Linked DNA regions of Mus musculus: all the other regions are linked to region 1. Evidence: chromatin contacts called from public HiCAR-type and promoter capture Hi-C data. All regions are on one chromosome and are shown on one strand. The core of a region is the stretch at or near the end of the contact, and the rest is flanking DNA. Distances in the headings are between cores, read along the strand shown. Region 1 holds the start of Zic4 (zinc finger protein of the cerebellum 4). Region 2 holds the start of B430319G15Rik (RIKEN cDNA B430319G15 gene). Region 3 holds the start of Ctsh (cathepsin H).

Region 1 (4,067 bases), core at 747-3,246:
TGTGTGTGTGGGTGTGTGCTCACAGAATCTGTTTGTAATTTCCTAAGTCTTCCCTAATGCAGAGCAGAGAGATACAGACTATTCAAAGCTAGAGAAATTATTGGGGAAGTTAATCCCTTGCTAAATCCCTTGCCCCAAGCAGGGATGAATGACGAATGTACCAAGCTTTAGAAAATAAGTCAATTATTAAAAAATATTTTAAAGCCTTGTTTAAGGGGCAGGAGTGTAGCTCCCTTGGTGGAGTCCTAGTTCCCTTTTCAGCATTACATTCACTCATATGTGCTGATGAATATCTATGAACCCAGCACTTGGAGAGTGCAGGTAGGAAAAGCAGGAATTCAAAGTCATTCAAATTCTAGACCATCCTGGGCTACATGAGACCTTGTCTCAACAACAAATTAAAACAAATGAAGGGGGGGGGCTTTATTTACTAATCATGGAACCCTCAGGGAGAGACCAGTTCAAATCAATTCTAAGTTAGTGTTCCATGTAACTTGTTCAAACTTCTCCCTTCTCTTAAAGGGCTATGTTTTTGTTTTTGTTGTTGTTGATGATGATGATGTTGTTTCTTCTCAATCTTTAGAACTCTCTTTAAAAACCCAAAGGTTTCTGGGTCTTGTCCACATGTTCTTTGTCAACAGAGGATCCAAGAACTTTCTTTGGCATTTTTGAGCACAAGGACAGAGTCAGGGCCCTGAGCTCAGGAAGCAGTTGATCCTAGGACAGACAAGGTCAGTCATTCCTGAGCCAAAATTGAAATCTTCAATTGGTTTTCGTCAGTCAGCTATAATGGTAGTTCTAGACTGAAGGCCATGGATGTGCCAACTGTGCCATCCACTCTGTAGAGTCCTAAAGTGAGCAAGGACTAAGGTCAAAGTTTCTGCAACAAGTAGCCACAGACTGGAAGCTATCACAGTTGTCACTGGTGGAACCTTCATCTGGTACCACTGCACAGAATTCAGGACCCCCAGACTAGTCCCCTGGCCCATGGACTGGAAGGAAAGGATCTGTTCCTTCTATTTGTGTATTTGTGTGCCTTGAGCCGTTTATTTATTTATTTAGCCAGAATACCCGCGGGTAGATAAATGTGAGCTATGATGAAAAGAGACCTTTCAGGGAGCCTGAAGTGAGTTTGGAACAGTCCCTCCTCATGACCTCTTCTGGTCCAGTCTCTCTAGTCAGGGTGGGATTCTACTTCTAGGACTGCCAGTCACCGAGAGGAGGGAGAGGCAAGGCTAATTGGCAGGAGTAGAGAAGAAGAGGAAAGGTGAGTGAATAAAGGAGCAGAAACAGGACCAAGGTGCGGCAGACATGCAGGGTAGGCTTAGGGGAAATGAGAGCAAAGAAGAAGAAGAAAGAAAGACAAGGGGGGGAAGGAACTTCAGAAAAAGAAAGAATTAAATTGGGTCCTAAGCTCGCTACCGGAGGAGTTTCTCTGCTCCAGGCAGTCTGCAGTCTACTTTTCTGCCTTGATTTGGACCCTGTGCTTTAAGCTCAAAGACAAACTTTCCTAATTCTTGGAGGCACCTGAGTATTCAACTGTTCATAGGACTCTGCTCAACTTCTCCCGGAGTCGTCATAGGTATAAGCATAACCTAACACCGCTCGCTCACCTCCAGGAAGATGGAGGCAAAGCTCAGCACTCTGGAAGGAGGAGGGTGGTGGGGAGTTACAGGGAAGAAAAGAATCCGTGCCTGGGTCAGAGCGCATGAGCAACAGAAGCGTGAAATGCTATTGGGATTGGGGGAGGGAGCGAAGGAGGGAGAGGAAAGGAGGAGGAAGAGGAAGAGGAAGAGGGAGAGAGGGAGAGGGAAGTAGGGGGGAGAGAGAGAGAGAGGGAGAGAGAGAGAGAGAGAGAGAGAGAGAGAGAGAGAGAGAGAGAGAGAGAGAGAGAGAGAGATCTTGTCATCACTGACGTCGGTCCGGACCACCGGCCAATAGGCGACACAGGCAATTGTTCTCACGGTGGCCCGGGGCCGCGGCCCCGAATCTATTCATTTCCTTAAGCGTTCAGCCGCCGCCTCTGTAGTGCCCGGGGTTTCACACGGACATTAAAGACTGAGAAAACAGAAAGGAGGAGGGGGCAAACCCCAAACTTAAAAAACAAACAAACAAACAATCTCCGCCACTTTGCATAAGTTTCTCTCTCTCTCTCTCTCTCTCTCTCTCTCTCTCTCTCTCTCTCTCTCTCTCTCTGTCTCCTCTCTCTCTCCTCTCTCTCTCTTCCCTTTTCGTCTTTATCGGTTGTCCTTTCTTTGCACTATCACACTGCAGTAGCATTGGTGGCTGCCAGACCGAGGTGCAGCAGGCGGTCCTTTCCGGGCCCAGTGGGACATTGAAATTATTATATACACGTCTAGGACGCTTTAAAATCACTACCTCTTCCAACTTCACCACCTCCGAAATGACCCCTCCTATCATCTCCATCTTTGGCTTGGGAGCACCCCTTGGTGTTGGTGGACAAAGTAATCTGGAGATAAGGGTCTTACACCTCTGCAGCAGAGGCCGTGCCCCCAGGCACCCACAGACTCAGCCCTGCTGCCTTTCCCACCTACCCCATTATCGCTACCCCTTTCCAGCGCATGGCGCGGCAGGGGATTCGGCAGAACTGCAGCCCAGCCGGACGAAGGCGGAGGCTTTTTGACTTTGCTTGGTCTGCCAGCTTCACTGCTGGCACCGACCGGCTCAAGATCCCAGCACCGACTGCCAGAAACCTAGATGCGGCTGGGCAGAGTGTGTCCCCGGGGTCCGGGGAAAGTGCGAAGCCCACGCCACCGCTTCTCATGCACGTTATTTGTCTCGACAACAGGTAGCAGCTGTGGACACCATGGGCCCCAGCTCGCCGCTTCTTCGAACCCCTCCGTGCTTCCGGGCCTTCACGAGCAGCCTCCTCAGGCCTCCCACAGCCGTCCTTTGAACGGACTCCTGCGTCTGGGGATCCCTGGAGACATGTATGCGAGGTCGGAACCTTTTGCACCAGGGCCTATGGCCCGCAGCGACACTCTGGCAACAGCCACAGCCCTGCACGGTTATGGCGGCATGAACCTGACCATGAACCTCACCGCACCCCATGGCCCTGGAGCCTTTTTCCGCTATATGCGCCAGCCCATCAAACAGGAGCTCATCTGCAAGTGGCTAGGGGATGACAGCCCGATGTCCCCGCGTCCCTGCTCCAAAACTTTCAGCACCATGCACGAGCTGGTCACGCACGTCACTGTGGAGCACGTCGGTGGCCCAGAGCAGGCTAACCACATTTGCTTCTGGGAGGAGTGTCCGCGACAGGGCAAGCCCTTCAAAGCCAAATACAAACTTGTAAATCACATCCGCGTGCACACGGGCGAGAAGCCCTTCCCTTGTCCTTTCCCAGGGTGTGGGAAGGTCTTTGCTAGATCAGAAAATCTCAAAATACACAAACGAACACATACAGGTCAGTACTCAGTGCTGTCTGCGAGCCCTGGGACACAGACCCTTGGGTCTGAATTTTCTTAAGTTCCAATTGAGGGGAGGAGGGAGGTATTTTGGTATTCTTTCCATGAGCCAGATTTATAAAGCGGTAATTAACAGCTTCTGCTCCTAGACTCACCGTTTTCTGGAGGCTGTCTGGGCAGAGTGGCTCCAGAGTTCTGGGGTCCCTGTTGGTAAACTGGTGTTTCTAGCTTAGAGCTTTGATTTTATTTAGGATCTGGAGATTGAACCCTAGGCTATATCGCCAGTCCCAGTAGTTTGGTTTTAAGACATATTTTAAGCAGCATGGCTTCCCCCAAAGTCTTAAAGGAAATGGGAACAATTGCCTCACACTTACAGATTACTATTGGAAACTCTTCTTCCTTTTAGCCCCACCATCACCTGGACTGAGGGGTCATCTGACCCTTAATACCTTCTTTAGGATTTATGAGCCTTGGGGGCCTACTTTTGACTTGTTTTTGTGTTGCTAGCTCCACAGAAGGGACTTTTTTTGGTAACCCTCATTCTTATTTTAGTAGAGACCCAACGGGACCCACTGTCTTAAATGTCATTTACCGAGTTGTTAAGTGAAATAGGGACATGTGTCAACCACATCTGTTAGC
Region 2 (4,195 bases), core at 891-3,390, 1.2 Mb after region 1:
CTGAAGCGTCTGGCTATTTTGAAAGTCTCAGAGACTATTGCTTTATAGAGGCTCTTAAGTTCTGCCTTTGAGACTCAACAGACTGTCATGGTAACCAATAATTACTGGTAGGCTCTACAGCTAAGCATACATGGAAATTCCATCACTAGCCAGGCAAGTTGAAGACTCCAGAGGTTCGGGGAAGCAAGAAATCAAGTTCAAGGAACTTGGCAGGCCCAAGTCTGGATTTCTGGAAACATATTTAGCCAAATGACCAGCCCTTCTTCTGAGGGCTGATTCTACTTGCCCCTGCTTGGATTCATGACGCTGCACCTGCCACCCACACTGTAAAAGAATCCACTTCTTAGCTGACCCTCTTCAGAGAAAAAAAAGTTTCACTTCATTCTTCCTTACTCCATTCTTCTGCAATCACAGTTTCCATTTCTTTGACTATTTCTACTCATGTCTGAAGTTTCCCCAATTTTCCTTTATTAAAAAGAGGGAGGAGGACAGACACACCAAGACCTTCAAAACAGCAAGGACTGGCTCAGTCTCATGATTATTTTTTCCTTTAAATGTCACACTCCTAATATTTACACATTTTCCCACCTGCTTTCAATCTGCTAGCTAGTATTCCTCTTGAATTTATGCCAATTTTACAAAACCTGTGATCATAAACTTTGAGTAATTTTAACTTTAAAAAATCAGACTTAGAACGAGTATTTCCTTTCTCCTCCCATTGCAGGAAGATTTAACTACGAGCTTCTTGAACGCGGTCAATTTGATTCTTTCTTCATTTTTAAGCATACACGGAGTGTGTGAGACAAAGTTGTCAAAACTTTCACCCCTGCACAACTCAGTTTAAATCCTGGGACTAAAAGTGTAAAAACCAGAGGACAAATGACTTTGCATAGACATACTAATCAAAACCCAAAGCAGTGGAGGTAGCTCCCAGGAGACCAGGAATGGCTCCTCTACATCTTCGGAAGTAATTTTCCATGTGCCTGGCAGGGCGATCTTGTTAAAGCACAGCCTCAGGTTGCCCAAGCTGGGCTTGGACTCCGTCGGGTTTACAAGCTTCATTACTGGAAAGAGTCTATGGCTCTCCTGGCACCAGCAGCGGCAGAGATGTTCACCGGACAATGAAAAGTTTCTGTTTACAGACTAAAATCAAAGCATGGCCTTCCTTGACACGGTGATGGCGAAGTTCAGAAGGAACAGCTGGGAGTGTGACAAGCGCCTACTCAGCCAAGCAGACTGAAGCCCTCGCAGTCACCACTCACCTCCGGGAGCGCCGGGTTCAGTAGAGAAAGAAGGTCTAGCCAGGGCGTGCCGAGGAAGCTTCTGGAACCCCGGGAGAGCAGAGGGGCGCACGTTCCACAAGCAAGCTCCCTGGAGCCCCGGCGTGAGGCGGTGCACGTAGGCGTAGGCGACTCGGAGGGTGGGGGTGCAGCCGGGATAGCCCGGGACGCGGGGTCCCGGAGCAGCGCCCCGCCCCCGGCCCTGGCCCCGCCCTCCTTGGCTGCTCTTAAGCCCGCGCCGCGGGCGCCTCCGGTTCCGTCGTCCGCTCCTTGCGCTCGGACTCCGCCGAAGTCCGCTCAATCCTCTCCGTGCTCTTCGGTACCCACGCAGTCCTCCCAGTCCGCCCTCCGCTCCAGCCCCGGGCTCACGTCTGGTCCTGCGCTCTTCGGGGTCTCAGCGTCTCGCGAGAAGTCCTCGCCACAGGCCTTCGGCTCCCGGGTTCAGGGGCGGATGGGGGACCGCGGAGCGAGGCCGGGGCGGCTGATGCCCATGCTCGCCCTGCTCTCCTGGGCGGCCGGCCTGGGCGTGGCGGAGGAGACGCCCGGGCGCATCCCTGCAGGTGAGCTCTGCTTGCTGGTTTCCACCGGCGGTCTAGAGAGAACTGGGCATGTTTCCTCTTTGCTTGCTCCATCCCTGCGGGACCTAGCCGCGGGGCTCCCTGCTTTGAGATTGGCAGGGACCTCCTTTCCTGCGCCCCGGGAAGCAGCTTGCCATCCTGCCTCTGTCTACACGCAGCGCTCGGGACCCGGCTACGATCGGACCCAGTGTGCTCCCACCCACTCCTCCTTCCGTTACACTTTGGGGCGTCCCTGAGCCCTGGCCCTGGCCGGTGTTCGGAAGCTGAGCTAAAGCTAGTAGTTGGAGGCAAGTTCGTGTGAACAAAACTTTCTGGGTTCAGCCAGAGGAGAGCCCCGCCGCCTATTTGTCTCAACGGGACTTGCAGCGCTGCTGTATCGCGCAGGGGAGTTCTTTGGTCCTTTCTACTTCTGGGCCCTGGGCTCAGCTCCCTGGAACTGAGCCTTGCGTTTAAATGACCCGATGCACTCTGGTGATGAGTGGGTGGATGCGCTAATTTTGCATTCTATAGTAACTAATTAGATTCTTTTCCTCTGGAAACTAAGGCGAGGAGCAAACATTTCTACCTTGGAATTCCAATTCAGAGGGTAACACTTGGCACAAGTCCAGTTGGACCCTGTAACCATCGGTTTTTGTCTTTCTCATGGCGCAATAGGTGAAACTTAAGGACTCAGAAGCACCTGGTTCTGTGGAACAGTGCTCGCTTTGTTGGCTGCAGTCACAGGGAAATCTGAACCTGTATGAGTATTCTGATTTTGAAGTAACTTTTATCTCATATCAAAGGTATTTCTTTCAGCATAGTACTAGAAAAATCACACAGATAAATGAGAATAGAGACAGAATATAAGACTTTACTCTGAAAACGGTCTTTGTTAAAACACCAAAAGCTTTTATTGATAAGTAAAAATAACCGCCAGGATTTGCTAATTTTAGAGTTTGGCTTCAGCTTCTGTCTATTTTATGCCACCTCGATGCGACTTCTCACTTGTTTACAGAGTATATCCATGCCAGGCTGCTACCTTTAAATTTGAGGTTAAAAACAAACAAACAAACAAAACAAAACAAAACAAAAAACCCAAACAAACAAAAAAAACAACAAAAACTTCCCTGTGCAAGCTTTTACATTTCATGGAATTGGATGTTAAATTTTAAGGGATTGTAATATCTAAGGCAGGGGATTTGAGATACGAATGTTTTTCATATAAAGCCTATGGTTAATATCTGAGACATGGTTTCTGTGGTGGTAGGTGGGCCCAGAGTTCAGTTATGAGCTAAATGTTGGAAATGTTTCTGCATTAATGGAGCCAAGTGAGGAGTAGCCATTCTGGTTACACACACAGATAGATGGTTTCACATGTTCTGTGGTAAGCTAATAGATGCAAAAGATGCATTGTTTGGTTATTTGGTCAGATTTATTATCAGCTGTGGTAAGTTTTATCCCTGAAGTAGTATAACTGGAAATTACTACATGGATATTACTACATAAATAATCTTTCAGGTCTAAGTTGTCTAGATGAGTGGGCTTTCAAGAGTGCAGATCACCTGTGACAACCCCCCCCCCCCCCATTATTTGTCAATGTGTTCCAGCTGGTCAGTAAAAAGAATATTCAGAGCTGGGGAGATGGCTCAGTTAGTAAAGTACTTGTACCAAAAGTGTGAGGACCTGAGTTCTGGATCCCCAGGGTCTACTTAATAGCTAGGCCTGGTGGCCTGTGCTTATAACCCCATTGAGGATGAAATAGACTGTAGGCAGATCCCTGGAGCTGACTGGCTACCTAGTGTAGCCTGCTTGGCAAAGCTTGCTTGGCTAATGAGATCCTGTGTCAAAAAGAGGTGGTGGCTGGTACCCGAGGGATGACTCCTGAGACTGTCTTCATGCCTTCACATGCAACCCCCCCCCCACCAGTGTGTGCTCACTCTCCCACATAAAAGGAATGGGCCCTCTTGATAATTTGAGCCATACCCCCTTTGTAGGAATTGCAAGTCTAGCTTTTTCCTTGACCTCTACCTACTAGATGGCAGTGGCGCCCAGCTATGAAAGAGGGAACAAAAGAAGGCTTCAGCAAAAGGCCAGCCTCTTGAGAGGCAGATGATCCAGGCTTGAGAATCACTGCACAAGATAAATAGGTGTCCTAGAGGCAATGTGACATTACAATGCTATCAGCGGGATTATAGGTCCTACTCTGCCCTTCCATTTAGTTTTGAGAGTTTTCTGGAACTTCTGGGCTCACGTGAGCCTCCTACTTCAGCTTCCTGAGTAGTTGGGATGGCAGGTTTTAGTTGTTTAAAAGCCATTTTTCTTCTAGCAGTTTTCCATTGTGACGGTGAGTGTGCTTCT
Region 3 (4,205 bases), core at 1,153-3,652, 1.3 Mb before region 1:
GGCACTCAGTTATGAAGGAAGGGGGAGGGGCCTAATTCCCACCAATTAATCTTGGAGTCCAATAGCAGGGTGACCACGTGTATGGCTCCAAACAGCAAAGCAGCAGGTTCCAGCAGTGGGCGTGGCAGAACGATTGAGCCGGCAAGCTCCATCCAGGTGTAAACTGTGGAACCATTAAGGCTGGGGGAGGGGAGGCTACAGGGACCGACATGCATCCCACACAGGAGATAAAGGATGTTGGCCACGAGGCTCGAAAGCTAGGGGTCAGGCCGGGCGTGGTGGCTCATGCCTTTACTCACAGCACTTGGGAGGCAGAGGCAGGCAGATTTCTGAGTTCGAGGCCAGCCTGGTCTACAGAGTGAGTTCCAGGACAGCCAGGGCTATACAGAGAAACCCTGTCTCGAAACCCCCCCCCAAAAAAAAAGAGGAAAGCTAGGGATTTTTATGGGGTAAGGGGCTTAGGGGTGTGGAATTCAGCATAGTGACACACTATTGGCTTATTTAAACATTAACAGAAAGATTACATGTTAGCAAAAGGGCATCAGAAAAAAACAAAAAAACAAACAAAAAAATGGTGGCGCACGCCTTTACTCCCAGCACTTGGGAGGCAGAGGCAGGTGGATTTCTGAGTTTGAGGCCAGCCTGGTCTACAAAGTGAGTTCCAGGACAGCCAGGGCTATACAGAGAAACCCTGTCTCAAAAAACCAAAACCAAAAAAAAAAAAAAAAAAAAAGGGCATCAGAACTTTGTTCCTGTGGGCTGGGGGCTTATCTTGCTCACATAGCAACCAGTTGATGTATGACTTTACCTGGCGTCAAGGGGCAGTAGACAGAGGGGAGGTTCCGGCCAGGTGGTGTTGACCCAGACAAGATAGCCCTGCTTGTACAATCAAGCTGTTCTTAGGACTGTCTTAACAACAGCCCTGTCTGTTCTGCTTTGTTCTCGGCCCCAGGCCTAGACTCATAGACAACTCTTTTACATGAATTACAAGATACAAAATCTCATTTTCTTTCAGAAACACATTGTCTTAGTCAGGGTTTCTATTCCTGCACAAACATCATGACCAAGAAGCAAGTTGGGGAGGAAAGGGTTTATTCGGCTTACACTTCCATACTGCTATTCATCACCAAGGAAGTCAGGACTGGAACTCAAGCAGGTCAGGAAGCAGGAGCTGATGCAGAGGCCATGGAGGGATGTTCCTTACTGGCTTGCTTCCCCTGGCTTGCTCAGCCTGCTCTCTTATAGAACCAAGACTACCAGCCCAGAGATGGTTCCACCCACAAGGGGCCTTTCCCCCTTGATCACTAATTGAGAAAATGCCTTACAGCTGGATCTCATGGAGGCATTTCCTCAATTGAAGCTTCTTTCTCTGTGATAACTCCAGCTGTGTCAAGTTGACACACAAAACCAGCCAGTACACACATCAAGTCAGATATCCTAAAATGGGAGCCCTTTGCACACTATCTGTCCTTGGAGCCATACTCCAGGCCTGTCAGAACCGATCAGTGTAGATTCAGTGTCCACATGTCCAGAGTATCTGAAAGACGTGCCTTTGTGTGGTGGCTTTTGGTTCGGTTTGTCTATTTGGCTATTTGGGGGGGGTGGGGGGGAGTGTGTGTGTGTGTTTATAGGAGTACTAGGCATTGAACTTATTCAAGGCTTATATGAGAGCCTTGTGCATGATGGACCATGCTCGCTGAGTTACATCCGTAGCCTCAGGGCTTCTTAAATAGAATTCTGAAAACTGGTCAAAGCCACTAGACCAGTAGTTTCAACCTCATTTTATGGTGATCCCCAAACCATTAGATTATTTTTGTTGCTATGTCATAACTGTACATTTGATACTATTATAAATTATAATATAAATATCTGTGTTTTTCGATGGTCTTAGGTGGCCCCTTTTAAAGGGTCATTTGACCCCCAGGTAGAGAACCACCTTACTATACTTAATTCTAAAAGACTTCTGGAATCTCTTCCCCCGGCACTAGAAAGACAGAATCTGACCAAAGAATCTCAGGAGAGGAAGGTCATTCTGCCTTCATCAAAATGCCATGGGCTGCCAGGAGAAACTTGTAAAGGAGGCTGAAACAGGAGGGTTACAAGTTCAAAGACAGCCTGGGCTATATGGGGACTGTAAGAAGAAAAAAAGAGCCAGGTGTGGTGGCGCACACCTTTAATCCCAGCACTTGGGAGGCAGAGGCAGGTGGATTTCTGAGTTCAAGGCCAGCCTGGTCTACAAAGTGAGTACAGAGAAACCCTGTCTCAAAAAACCAAAACAGAAGAAGAAGGAAGAAGAAGGAGGAAGGAGGAGGAAGCAACGCAAATGCCTGGAAGCAACCCAAATGCCTGTTGGGGGTGAGCAGTCCAGACAGCCCTCTGGTTAAGTCATTTCAAGCTATAGGGAAGGCCAGGGAGCTATGGTTCAAGAAACCTTCACGGAGACGGAGTTACCAGAGATGGGGACAGACAGGAAACTGGGGATTAGGCTGCGCTTCCTCCCACTTGGCAGGGACTAGCCTTCAGGGTCAGACCCTGAGAACCCTTCTTCCCAAGAGCAGGAGTGTAATGGCCACAGGGGGCAGGAGAGGAACCATCATCACCTAGGCGGAGGCCAGAGTCGCCCCACCTCCTTTCCACAGGCTGGGCTCAGAGGGCACTCGGTGGGACCGGGCAGTGAGCGCCGAGATGTGGGCTGCGCTGCCGCTGCTGTGCGCTGGGGCCTGGCTGCTGAGTACTGGGGCCACCGCCGAGCTGACCGTGAACGCCATAGGTAGGAGGGAGAAAGTGGGGCGCAGGGCTCCGAGGGCACCGGAGGGAGAACAGGGACGGGCTAGTCTCGGGGGACACGCGTCTTGCGTGATCCGAGGAACAGGCTGGCAGGTACCTAGAGTCCTTTTGGCTCAGATCTAGATACAGAAGCCTTCAGCCCCTTCTGCCGGACAGCTAAGGGCACAAAACTTTCCTGTCCCACCACGGGAGGGAGCGGGACATCCCAGCCTGTACTTTCCGTGGACTTGGCCTCCCCGGGGATCGCCCTGCCTGGGTTATTAGTCCGACTGTGCCGTGCTGGGGTGACTCCCTGCCCTGCGGAACATGGGGCACCCACAGAAGTTTTAACCCTAGCGTCTGTGGTGTGCCTGGAAAAAGCTGGCTCGGGAAAGTCGCCTCAACTCTTGGCAAAGTGCAACCGCAGGAGACTAACCAGTAAATATTTTACTGTGTACAACGTTGGTCTCTGTAGCAACTCCTAAAGGCTACAAACGAACCTTTGGAACCTGTGGAACGAACGCAGCTACGGGTAGCTGGTTCTAATAGATGTTTATTTATGGACAGTGAAAACAGAAGTTAAAGCGCGCCAGCCATTTTTAAGTGTAAAGAGCCGGTCAATCAAAGCCCCTGGCTGAGAGTAGATGGTGGTCTGGGATTTCCTAGCCCTGCTGATGGTCCTTCCGCAGGACACACAAAACTTCCTTTAAAAAAAAAAAAAAAGATTTTATTAGCATATATTAATTGTACTTAATAATAAGTTTCATTATTACATTTTCATGAGTGTTTATAATATATCCTGATATATTTCAGCCTTCATTACCCTCTATTGTTCCCCCTCCCATTTCTACTTTCTCTTACCAGCTTGTCTTTCTTTCTTTTTGGTTTTGTAACTCACTGGAACTAGGGCTTTCAGAGAGAGAGATAAATGCCACGTAGCAAATTCATATTGCTGTGCTGACTTGGGTCTCTGGGGATCTCCCGGGCAGTGTGAAGACATCCCAAACGATCCGGACTCAGACTGTATCAGCGAAATCAGTCTAGAAACTTAGTCTCTCTCTCATTTTCTCTCTCTCTCTCTCTCTCTCTCTCTCTCTCTCTTTCTCTCTCTCTCTTCTCTCCTCTTTTTCTCTTTCTCTCTCTTTCTCTCTCTCCCCCTCCCCATCCCCTTTTCTCCTCATTCCTCCCTCCCTCGTATCTTTCTGTGACCCTCTGGGCTTTATTAGGGTTATCAAAAACATGGTCACCTTACCTTACCAGCCACTACACCACTGAAGAAAATGTATCTTTCCTTCCGCGGCCAATCCCCCACCCCCACAACTATTAACTAACCTATAAATCCTCAGGCAGAGATGGGACCCTGAGAGCCCCTCCAGCCTTTTTGGGTTTCTGTTTTTAATTCATTTACTAGCCAAGGATGACCTTGAACTCCTGATCTT

What was found. Promoter capture Hi-C pulls out the DNA fragments that hold promoters and counts their contacts. HiCAR-type assays count read pairs that join an accessible place to other places.
Region 2: a promoter capture Hi-C map of embryonic stem cells shows a contact between it and region 1, with 2.5 times the contacts expected there. The contact joins the promoter of B430319G15Rik here to the promoter of Zic4 in region 1.
Region 3: a HiCAR-type map of astrocytes shows a contact between it and region 1, with 2.7 times the contacts expected there. The contact joins the promoter of Ctsh here to the promoter of Zic4 in region 1. A contact is called at or near these places in 1 of 39 promoter capture datasets (hippocampal neurons) and 1 of 115 datasets of contacts at active chromatin or transcription factors (astrocytes).

The regions. Positions count from the first base shown.
Region 1 is chr9:91,375,976-91,380,042 of GRCm38.p6, forward strand. Zic4 (zinc finger protein of the cerebellum 4) reads left to right here and starts at 1,997. Exons shown (of 3, transcript NM_001374749.1): 1 at 1,997-3,427. The coding sequence starts at 2,719.
Region 2 is chr9:92,540,729-92,544,923 of GRCm38.p6, forward strand. It overlaps B430319G15Rik (RIKEN cDNA B430319G15 gene), which reads right to left and starts at 2,141. Exons shown (of 1, transcript NR_029474.1): 1 at 1-2,141. It overlaps Plod2 (procollagen lysine, 2-oxoglutarate 5-dioxygenase 2), which reads left to right and starts at 1,495. Exons shown (of 19, transcript NM_011961.3): 1 at 1,495-1,840. The coding sequence starts at 1,732.
Region 3 is chr9:90,051,865-90,056,069 of GRCm38.p6, forward strand. It overlaps Ctsh (cathepsin H), which reads left to right and starts at 2,403. Exons shown (of 12, transcript NM_007801.3): 1 at 2,403-2,770. The coding sequence starts at 2,686.